2 separate regions of the Rattus norvegicus genome follow, and region 1 is linked to region 2. Evidence: chromatin contacts called from public Hi-C data. All regions are on one chromosome and are shown on one strand. The core of a region is the stretch at or near the end of the contact, and the rest is flanking DNA. Distances in the headings are between cores, read along the strand shown. Region 1 overlaps Wnt7a (Wnt family member 7A). Region 2 overlaps Hdac11 (histone deacetylase 11).

Evidence for each region. A called contact is a pair of places that touch in the nucleus more often than the background predicts.
Region 1: a Hi-C map of the A7r5 cell line shows a contact between it and region 2, with 5 times the contacts expected there. The contact joins two enhancer-like sites. A contact is called at or near these places in 9 of 12 Hi-C or Micro-C datasets (the A7r5 cell line, Schwann cells, frontal cortex and 4 more) and 1 of 1 datasets of contacts at active chromatin or transcription factors (oligodendrocytes).

What each region holds. Positions count from the first base shown.
Region 1 is chr4:125,456,053-125,461,354 of GRCr8, reverse strand. All of the region lies in intron 2 of Wnt7a (Wnt family member 7A), which reads left to right. Among named protein-coding and RNA genes, the nearest start is that of Wnt7a, 7.4 kb to the left of the region's middle. Within about 2 kb of position 3,809, at least 26 of the 93 cell types and tissues checked have an H3K27ac peak or open chromatin away from gene starts, as enhancers often do. A contact at or near this core is called in the A7r5 cell line, where this site is marked.
Region 2 is chr4:125,220,451-125,226,000 of GRCr8, reverse strand. Hdac11 (histone deacetylase 11) reads right to left here. Exons shown (of 10, transcript NM_001106610.2): 9 at 3,667-3,845; 10 at 1,417-3,031. The coding sequence ends at 2,816. Among named protein-coding and RNA genes, the nearest start is that of Hdac11, 16 kb to the right of the region's middle. Within about 2 kb of position 2,125, at least 5 of the 93 cell types and tissues checked have an H3K27ac peak or open chromatin away from gene starts, as enhancers often do. A contact at or near this core is called in the A7r5 cell line, where this site is marked.

The DNA of each region.
Region 1 (5,302 bases), core at 2,560-5,059, 230 kb before region 2:
TAACTACGAGGAAACATATGACATAGCAATGTTGGGATACCCTGGGAGGAAGTAGGAGCTAGAGCAGGAAGAATAAGGTAGCCCAGACTAAGGAGCTTGAATTTCTAGGACTTGGGGTTTGTTGGAGGATTCTGACCTGACCATAGCCACAACCACCAAAGTGTGGGCTGAGTCTTAATCATTATCACTATTCAATGCTTATTTACCCACCATTGACTTCATATGAGTCAAACCTTTCTCTTATAGTAACAGGTATCCTGCTATCTCTCAGGTTGAGAATTTTTGGGTTCCTCAACCAAGTCCCCTCTCCCCTACCAGCTGATTGCCTCGGCTGACTAGAGCTGTCTCATAGGGGTGAAGATCAGGGTGAAGTCTCCAACATATGGAGCCCCTCCCGCTGGCACTCTAAAGCATAGGGCACACATGTTGCCTTTGTAGGGACTTCTCAGAAGCCCCACCCTCTGTATCTTCATAGATCCCACTGGCTAGAACTTAGTCACATGGCTTCACCTAGCTGCAAGTGAAGCTGTGAAAGGAAGTTTTGCATGGCGAGCAGTCATGTCAGGAGCATCTCAGGAGGCTAGGAATTTGCACGTAGATTGTGAGGTAAGGTAAGCTTCTACTTCCCTGTGCTGAGGTCTGAAGACTCTCATTCTCCCACCTGCTCACGCCCATCCCAACTGTGATTCTCTGTTCTGCCTGAGCTTCCTGGCTCTGCCTTCCCTTCTGGGTGTCTGGTTTTCATATAAAGATCTGAGAAGGCTGTGAGCATGTCCAGACAAGGCCTATTGGAAGTAGAAATTGAAACTAAGTCCAACACACCCAGGTGAAAAGGGGACTGTTGAAACACCTAAGGAACTGGAAAACTAGGAATGGTGCTGGCTTCAGAACAGCTGGACCAGAGGTTGTGTTGTTTTCTAATGACACGATGGGGACAGACAGGTGGCCATTTTATTCTCAGGACCACAACGAGTTTAAGACCCCAGGAAAGAGCCTTGGGCTATGTCCAGCCACACTGTGAAAGCCCCAATACTTCCTCTGACTATACAGTTGAATGAGGCTAGACTTCCAGTCATGCTCAACCCAAGGGTAAGGCGCTTTGCTGTCCAGCGTGAGACCTCTACTCTGTCCATCTCTCATGGATAAGAAGCAAAATGCCAAATCTGGGGCTTAAACAGCTAATGTCATTCCTATCAGAGACTGGGGTTCAAGATCAAGGCCTGACTGGGTTGCTTTCTCCTGAGGCCTCTCTCTTGGACTTACATAAGGCTTTCCCTCCCAGGGTTTCCTCCCCTGGTGCCTGAGAGCCAACCCAGGGCCTTGAACTTGCTAGGAAAGCACTCTTATCACCCACAGTAAGGCTGTTTTGTTGATGTGTCCTCACCTGGTCATTCCTTTCCCTCATGTAAACTCTCGTGGTTCTTTTAAAAAGATACCAGTCTCATGGGATCTGGCCCACAATTTGACCTCATTTTAACCTAACCACCTCTTTAAAGACCTCTCCAATTCCAGCCACATTCTGGAGAGCTAGGGGTCAGAGCTTCAGTGTGAGTTATGGGGGCATGACTGCGCCTGTAGCAGCAAGCCTGTGACGTGATACAGGTGCTGGAGGGCTAGAAGGGGCCCAGAGGTGGGACACCCAAGGTAGGAAGAGTGGTCTGGGTCTAAGAGCAAGGGAAGAGACTGGCTGTGACTGGGGTCACAGCCTTAACCAAGCTAAGGATGTGCTCTGCCGCTGAACTACATCTGCAGCCCCTTGTCTTGTCCATTCCTCAAATCCAATGGATGAGTGATGGTCCTTCATCATGGGACCTGTCCCTCCCATGAATGCAGAGGGTGGGGGGTTTCTGTGTCCCTGGTGGCATGTATTTTACTCATTGTAGCACATGCACCTCCCCATAAAGTTCATTCATTTCAGTTGTAGTTAATGATGACTGTGGCAGATTCCTCTGACATTACACAGTGCCACACACAACCTCCCCAACAAGACTTCTCAGACCTCCACATTCCTGCCAGGATGATGGGTGCCCCACATGGAGCTCCCTGACATCTGCCTTGTGGTTTATATTTCCCACTGAAGGGAGAAGGTTGTATTTACTTACCCACGAGCTGCCTCTTCATGCCTTTGCCCAGTTCCCCATTCGCTTGCAGGTTTCCCCATGGGGTAGGATGACATGGTCATACTGACAGCACGGTACAGGGATCCAGGGCTTGCCTTAGCAAGTACCCAGTGGGGAGCTTCACTCTCTGCTCTTCTTCACTGAGGCTCAAATACGGCCTGAAATGGAGACAGCCCTTGCTCATGCCCCGTCCTTCCAGCGTAATAATGAGGCAAGAATCAGCTGCATCCTGTGGCTGCTTTGTGGCAGGGCTGAGACCTGGTAGTGAGTTTCCCATCACTGGAGGGATTTGTCTGTGTGCGTGAGTCAGACTTGAGGCCTTCAGTCTCAAACTGTGTGTTTTAAGAGGTTTTGGTGCTGAGCTGTGCAGGGCAGCTAGATGTGCTGTAGAATTGGAGCCACACATCCAGGCTTCCATTCTGTCCCACCCACAACTTTGAGAGGGCATGCGACCCGTCCCCTCTCACCATGCCCATCTGACATGGTCCACAATGCCAGGTGGCAGAAGCACCACATGATACAGGATGTAAAACCCTGGCACCTGGTGGGTTGGATCTGGGAGGATCTCCTTTCCCCCTGTGTGCCAATCTGATAGGGACACGGCTCAGGAATTGGGGACTCATGCCTCAGGCTCTGTTTTTTGAGTGGCAGAAACTGTTGGTATTGTGACTCGTATAGGATCCTGTATTCTAGACAGGATGGGCCAGCAGGATGCTCGGGTGATGGGCAAGGCTATACCGACCTGAATTCTTTACACTGACTTCAAATCGTGTCTCCAAATCAGCCCACTTCTCATCACCTCCTGGTTCAAACCATCTTCGTAGTCACTGCCTGGACATCATTTTTCTGATACCCAACTCTAGTTGGATCTTCAGTTCATGTGGTAGGGGTTTGGTTTCATGGTTGGTGATTGGGGGATCTCAGCATGTAACACTCTTTGCTCTCAGAGGGCCAGTGTGTCCACCAGTATACTAAAGGCACTAGAAACAACTTGAGCAGCCTCCACGTAGAGGCCCCAGCTATTTCAAGGTATAGTGCTGCAGAGACCCACATCCTGGGAATGGCTACTCTTAGATACCCTCACAGGCAACTGAACTCAGACTGTGATTTGGGGCCAACTGTCTCTCAGGTCCAACATCTTTTCTATGGGTCCAGAACAGGAGCCTTCCTAGCATTTGATGTGGATGGGGGCTAATGAGGTCCTTTTCAGTCAGCATTCTTCAGCAATTCCCGGAAGGCACCCAGGAAACTCAGATGCCAGACGTCTCACACAAGGGGAATAAAAACTCACAGACATGTCTGACATACATCCAGGAATGCATGGGACAGAATGAAGAGCTCAGACCCAAAGCCTAAGTCCAGGACATTTTACTGCTTCTGAGCAGTGTTTGGTTAATCTGGGGCTGTTAAATGCTTATGGGCTAAGATCCCCTCGTACCTTTTCTGCACACCAGACACTCATTCACTTGTCCCACAGATAGAATCTCTGTGTAATAAAAGCTGGTGAGCGACACACTAGTCAGCCACAGGCTCTGACCCTGCTCTCTCACCATCTAATGGTGGAACAGATAAAGCTGGAGTTGAAGTACATGGTCCACACGGACTGTAACACAGAGCTGCCTGAGTGGCCACCTGAAGTAGGGGCTGGTCTTACAGGACAGAATGGAAGGAGGTGGCAGGGATGGCTGAGCCGTGGTATTGTGACTCATACAGGATCCTGGATTCTACAGACGATGGGCCAGCAGGATGCGAGTGTGATGGACAGGAATGGCAAGGAGGCTCCAGAAAGAAAGGGAGAACAAGGAATCCCCGGTGATTCTTTGTTTTGTTTTGTTTTTGAGACATGGTCTCGTTCAGCCCAGGCTGGCTTCAAACACCCTATGTAGCTGAGGCTGGTGTTAGACTTCTGCCCCCTCCCAAGGGGGCAGGTATGCTCTGTCATTCCCAGCCTTCCTATGGAAAGGTTTTGCTCTGACAGGGAGCTGTCCAAGAGATTCGATCAGGATGTTGGGTGGTAATCACATTCTTTGCACACACAGTGTTATCAACAGAGAATGGTGGCTTCCCATCATGTGCTCAGGGCTGGCTACATTCCTTTCCAAATGCTCACCGCCTCCGATTTGGTACTCTCCTGCAGAATTTTTCCAGGGATGGGCACACATGACCCAGGATTCAGCCTCAGGTTTACCCACCTCTGTCTAGTGCTTGGGAAACTCTGATGTGTTGCTACCAAGTGTGTGTCATCCTTTCTCCCTGGGGGCGGGTGGTTGAGCCATGCACGCCTTTACTAGAGGGGACAATCTGGGTCCACATCCCTTGCCTGAGAACCCCTACAGGTCCCCAAAATGCTCTGTCTTTTACCCACAGCCTCTGAAAGTGGAGCAGTGTTTGGCCATTTGGCAGGATGGATGGGAAGTCCTTTCCAGGGAGGGAGATAGAGCGAGGGGCGGCCAGCTCCACTTTCTCTGTGCCTTTCTTAACAATGCGCCATCTTGCCCAAGCAAAAGCCCTTTTCTTTCCCCATTCTCGCCTAGAACACAGCCAACAAAGGGCTTTTTGTCTCGTTTGCATTTTTTTTTTTTTTGCAAGCCTCAGTTCATCCTGGATTTTCGCTCTCCTGACACTATTCTTTGAGATGAGCTTTTTGTTACATGGTCTTTCCAGCTTCCCTATGGTAGACAGTCCACACACACACACACACACACACACACACACACACACACACTCCCTCTCTCTCTCTCTCACACACACACACACACACAAACACTCCCTCTCTCTCTCTCACACACACACACATACTCGCACATTCACACTTGCACACTCACACTTGCACACTTGCACACTCACACACATACACACATACATACACACACATACACACACACTCACACACACACACACACACACAAACACTCACACATGTACATTCACGCAATTACTTTCACACAGTCATTCATTCAACCTGGAGATTTCATAGGTCAATAATCTAGGTTCCCACAACCTCATGGGGAGAGAAAGAAAACTTGTCAGTAGAAAATGCAGGTGGATAAAGTGCTGACCACAAATGGAGGGGAGCACAACAGGAGTGGGGACATTACAGCCACGTCACGGCAGATACCAGGCTAACCAACAGTGCCTCTGCTTTGAGGCACTTACTGATTCCTGCCAGGTGTGTATCAGGC
Region 2 (5,550 bases), core at 876-3,375:
GCTTTGGTTCCCAGGCTCGGGGTTGGAGGCAGAGATGAGGGGGAGAGCAGGAAGAGGGAAGAAGGTGCCATGCAGTAGGTGAATCAGAAGCCATAAGGGCCAGCATCTGGAGGAGTGGTCCAGGAGGAGCATGGTGATCTCTCGGGATTACTGACAGAGAAGTAGACAAAAGAGCAGAGGGTTGATACTTGCCCAGTTCTAGTGTCTTAAGGCTTGTTGTAAATAGAAAAGGTTTTGTGTCTTTTATTTGAGAACTAAATGATCTAAGGTGGGGGTAGAAATCCCCTGTGGTGGTGTAAATACGCTTGGGCCAAAGAGTGGCACTATTAGAAGGTGTGGCCTTGTTGGAGGAAGTGTGGGAGTGGGTTTGAGACCCTCTTCCTGGCTGCCTTAAGATCAAGATGCAGAACTCTCCAGTCCTCCTCCAGCACCATGCCTGCCTGGACACTGCCATGCTTCCTGCCATGATGATAATGGACTGAACTTCTAAACCTATAAGCAAGCCCCAATGAAATGTTGTCCTTTATAAGAATTGCCTTGGTCTGGGCTGGAGAGATGGCTCAGCGGTTAAGAGCACTGACTGCTCTTCCAGAGGTCCTGAGTCCAAATCCCAGCAACCACATGGCAACTCACAACCATCTGTAATGAGATCTGATGCCCTCTTCTGGTATGTCTGAAAACAGCTACAGTGTACTTACAAAAGATGAATCTTTAAAAAAAATTTTTTTAATTGCCTTGGCCATGGTGTCTCTTCACAGTAATGGAAACCCTACCAGTCTCTGCCATGTGTTTATACCCTCCTGCCCTTTGGCATTTCATCACAAATTACATCCAGCTGTGCCACTGGGACATTCTAGTCACTCTGCCAAGCTGACAAGTTTCTGTCCTCCCTGCCTTACTGGAGGCCCACCTTGGGACAACACATCCCCCTGTGTTCTAACTGCTTCACAGAGCTGGATGACCCCTCCACCTACTGCCCTGGCTGGGCCCTGCCACTGGCCACGCCCACCGGCCACATCCACAGTGCAGGGTAGGCCACGCCCACAGAGCCATCATCTCAGCCCAGATTTGCCAGCCTGTCACTCCTCACTTTCCCAGATCCCAACCCCAGGTCATCTTATTGCCATGAATGCCATATCTCCTTTGACTGGTAAAGCATCCCTACCTCCCTGCACCCCTGCAAAGGGTGAGCCTCACATACATGTCCAGAGCTGACAGAACAGGGTTGCAACCCTGCTCATTACCCACAGACGTGTGTCCAAGGGCAAACTCCTCACGCTCCATCTGGGGCCTCAGTTTCCTTATCTGCTAAAATGGGAATTGTGCTATCCCCAGACCTTTGACAATGGAAAAACAACAACAACAAAAACAAACAAACAAAAAACACCAGCCACTCATCTTGGGCAGCCGCCCTGGTTCGGTGTCTGGATTGGTGAATTTTGAATCTTTATTTCCAGTGGTCCTCAGGAGGCAGGTCTGTCTACCTCAGAACACACAGCAACAACCTGGAGCCTGTATGGTACTCAGAGAGAAACTCCACAGTAACAGACTGCTGTCACCACTCCCCAGTGTCCTGGGAGGAACCTCCAGTCAGATGCAGAGAGGTCATGGCAGAGGGGTGTGGAGCTGCATTAGTACTGTGGGGTTTGGTCTAGGTCAGTGGTTTAGACAACTGGTGACTTTGGCATCCTCCCAACTCCAGCAGAGGGAGCATGAAGGACGCCATGAAGGCTGTGGGAATACCCACATGGTAATGAATATGAGTCCTGTAGTTGGGGCAGATCCAGGGCAGGAGGAAGCCCAGCTGGCCCACATCCTCTTACCCCCTGTGCCTTTGGTTATGCTGCCAATCACTGGCTAGGGGTGGGTGCTTTCCTGCCTACATCATGGAGGGCCCTGGCTGTCCCTTCAGGGTAGAATGGCCGGAGGGCAGGTAGACCTTGGGGCCCCAGAGATGAAAATTGGGCACTTTGGGTGAGGCCACTGGAGACTGCAGCTCACCCAAGGTCTGCATGGCCACTGTACCTAAATGTTACCTTGGCTGCCCTCCCTCCAGCAAGCCCTACCTAGGGCTAGCTTGGCTGCCAGTCTCCATCTCATTCCTGTCTGCTAGGCCTCACCTTCTCTCCATCCTGGTGAGCAGCCCATTATAAACTCCAGCTTGGAGAGTCACTCCTGAGCTAAACACTCATCCCAAACTTGTTTCCATGCTGAACAGAGGAGATTACTGCCAAAGTTGGGGGCCTTGGGCATTCTCAATGTCCCACCCCATCAACATAGGGGGGCTTGATCTATTGAGGGAACCCAAACTGGAAAATCCTAGCTTCCTTCTTCAGACCTCCAAATCTCTATCAGAGACTATTACCTGTTAGCTGAGAACCCAGTGCCCCCTGGAGGCTGGCTATGGAAACTTTCCTCAGACCTATGGGCACCATCATCCAGGAGGGGACCCTCTCCAGACTGAAGGGAGGAAGTAAGCCAACTGGGTCAGGGAGGGCCCTTCTTCTGGCTGATCTGGACAGCAGGCACCCCATCCCAGAGGTCCTCCCTGTGGCTGCAGCTAAGCTGTCTTCCCTGACTCCTGATGACCTGCTTGCATCCCAGTGGGCTCCTCCCCGGGACTCAGCTCTTCCACCCCAAGGCCCAGAGACCCTTGGGCACCTGGTGGGGAGTGGAGGAATGGCCAGCAAGGCTGGCTCCTGCTCTTCCTGCCCCTCCATGCTCACTGGCAGCTGTCTTGACAGCAACAAACACAGGCGGGTGGGCGGGTGGATGGGGTGGGGGGGCAGGTATGATAATGTTCTGTGAGTAGCCGTCAAGGCACAGCACGGGAAAGCAGGGGGATGCTTGAGTTCCGTGCCGGGACATAGGGAAACTCAGGCCCAATGAGCCCCAGGTCATGCAAATTGAGGATGGAGTCGGCGATAATGCGGGCTGTGCGCTTCTGGTACCCACCCGAGGTCACCATGAGGATGGGTATATCATGGGCTCGGACCACCCGGAAAACCACTTCATCCCTCTTCACAATGCCCTGTGGGAAGACAGGGAGGGTAAGGTCAATAGGCCCGAGTTCCCGTGGTACCAAAAAGGACCACTACAAGTCTAGCCCTAGTGTGATGGCTGAGGCTTTTAGCATCTCCTCCAGACATAAGGCACTCATATTTTCTACTTTTGCCAACCCTCAGAGCATGGATTTCCTGTCCCACCAGGGCACGAAGTTTGACAGATAGATAAATCCCTAAAAATATCCCCCTCGGGGGACAAGATGTGTCTCTGGGCTGATAGATACATGTCCTAGGTGGCCCTAGGGTCTCTGTGGCTTGAATATGTAATGGCTCCCACTGGTTTGCAAGTGTTTGAACACTTGCTCCCCCGCTGGAAGGTCCTAGACCTGTGGTTGGCAGAGCTGGAGAAAGTACCTGGGCCCCACTTCCTGCTCTCTTTCTGCTTCTTGACTACCCCACCAGCCCCATGTTCCTTATTGTGTCTTCCCGGCCATGAATAATTCTGCTCCTTCAGGAGATGTGAGTTAAAATGAGCCCTTTGTCCCGAGTCACCACGTTTATCAGAGGATTCTCTCACAGCAACAGAAAAGTCACTGATATGTGGTCGGATGGTGGCCAGGCTACAGGCGAAGCCTCAGGTGACCCCCACAGGAGGACGTACCGCTGGGCTGATGGACAGCCCGCCAAGGCGGTCTCCCTCCAGGACGTCTGTGCCGGCGTTGTACACCACAACATCAGGCAGGTGCTCCTGGAGGGACCTCCTCACATTCCTCTCCACCTTCTCCAGATACTCCTCATCTTCTGTGCCCCACTCCAACTCCACCTTCCGCCTGATGGCCTCTGGGAAGGAGACACAAACAGCCCAGAGTACAATGCAGGGAAACTGAGGCAGAGGATGGCATCGATGCAAGAACTTGTCAAGACCCACAACAGGACTGACTCCATCTCAGTCTGGCCTCTCACCACAGTGAAGCTGAGTGGTGAAGGGGCATCCGTGGGAGGACAGATGTTTAAAGCTGACATTTTATCTCTGAGGGCCTAGAGACCCTATCCTTGAACCCTACCAACACTGAACACGCAACATATTCAAGCCCAGGCTCCAAGTAGTCCAGGGTCAGTTTAGGTAGTCAGTAGTGGCCTTACCTCACCACCTGTGCTTACGCAGCCCTGCCATGTGTTTATCTCCAATGTCCTGAGAGGCTCATCTGTGGAAGGCTTGCTTCCCAGCCCATGGCACTACTGAATGATGCTGCTACTAATGACTAGACCTTTAAGGGGTTAAGCAAAGTAGAGGATGCAATGCAACTTGGCAGTGATGTATCAGGACCATGCCCCTGAATGTGTCTCTGCCTCTGGTCATGAGGTGAGAAGTCTTTCCTACCACACATGCAGCTGTGGTACCTGCAATGCAACAAGCCCAACACAACAGGGCCTACTAAAGTAGACCGGGACCTTAAAGCCGTGGGCCAAGGCAGACTTTCTTCCTTTCAAGCTATAGCCAGCTCCACTCTAAGGCTGCTGCTGACCTCAGTAGTGGGCACATGGTACTGGATTGACCTATATACTCTGTCACAGAGACAGAAAGCTGACTGAGACTACACCACCAGTGGGGCAGGCCGCTTGCTGATTTCAAACCTGGTCTCAGAGCCCCTGGGCTATGCTTGAGTCCATTTTTGCTGTTTTTAATTTTTTATTATATTTTAATTCACTTTATATTTTATCTTAGCTTAATTACACATATTTGGCAGTGTGTTCATTAGTACAGTGCCTGCAGAGGCCAGAAGAGGGCACCAGATTCCCTGGAGCCAAAATTATAGGTGATTGTGAGCCACCAGATATGGGAGCTGGAAGTTGAATTCAGCTCTTTTTAAACCGATCACTTTCCCCCCCAAGCCTTCATTTTTGGTATCAGGTTATGGAGCATTGCTGTGACAGATTTTAGGAATATCATGTTAGCATTTGAGCTTTGGGCTGGAAAAGCCACTGAGTGTGGGAGCTTGGATGACAAGAACATTGAAAGCAATGCAGACGATGGAGGCCTGGGCTGTGAAGTTTCATGGAAATCACAGGCTCTATCAAGGGTTATTCACGGGCTGTTTTGTATTAAAAATCTGTGGTTCTGGTAAGCTGGAGCTGAAGGGTCATCTGTGCCTAACAAGAGGCTGGAGTAAAACCTTTGCTTTGCTGGGACAATTGCCACTAGTCAGGTGGGACTGGGAACTGGTGATAATTAAGAAAAGACCAGCACCATTTAAGGCAGAAATCTGGAAGTGTTTCTGCAGGGTCAGCAATCACAAGCAGGGATGCAGAGGAGGCCGAGGTTGTTTGTATATTGTGCTAGAAGCTGGGTTTTGTAATGTGTTAGAGTCTCCCATGTGGTACTGGTTTGGAAGGCATGAAGGGGACATGGAGAAAAGTTGAGGCTTGACACCCTGTGGCAGGATAAGAGACCTAAGAGAGGCCAGGAGAGGCTATTAGTGAAGGTGTACCCCGTCAGAGTTAGACTCCAGATATCTGAAGATCCTAGTACCTTGGGATGGCCACC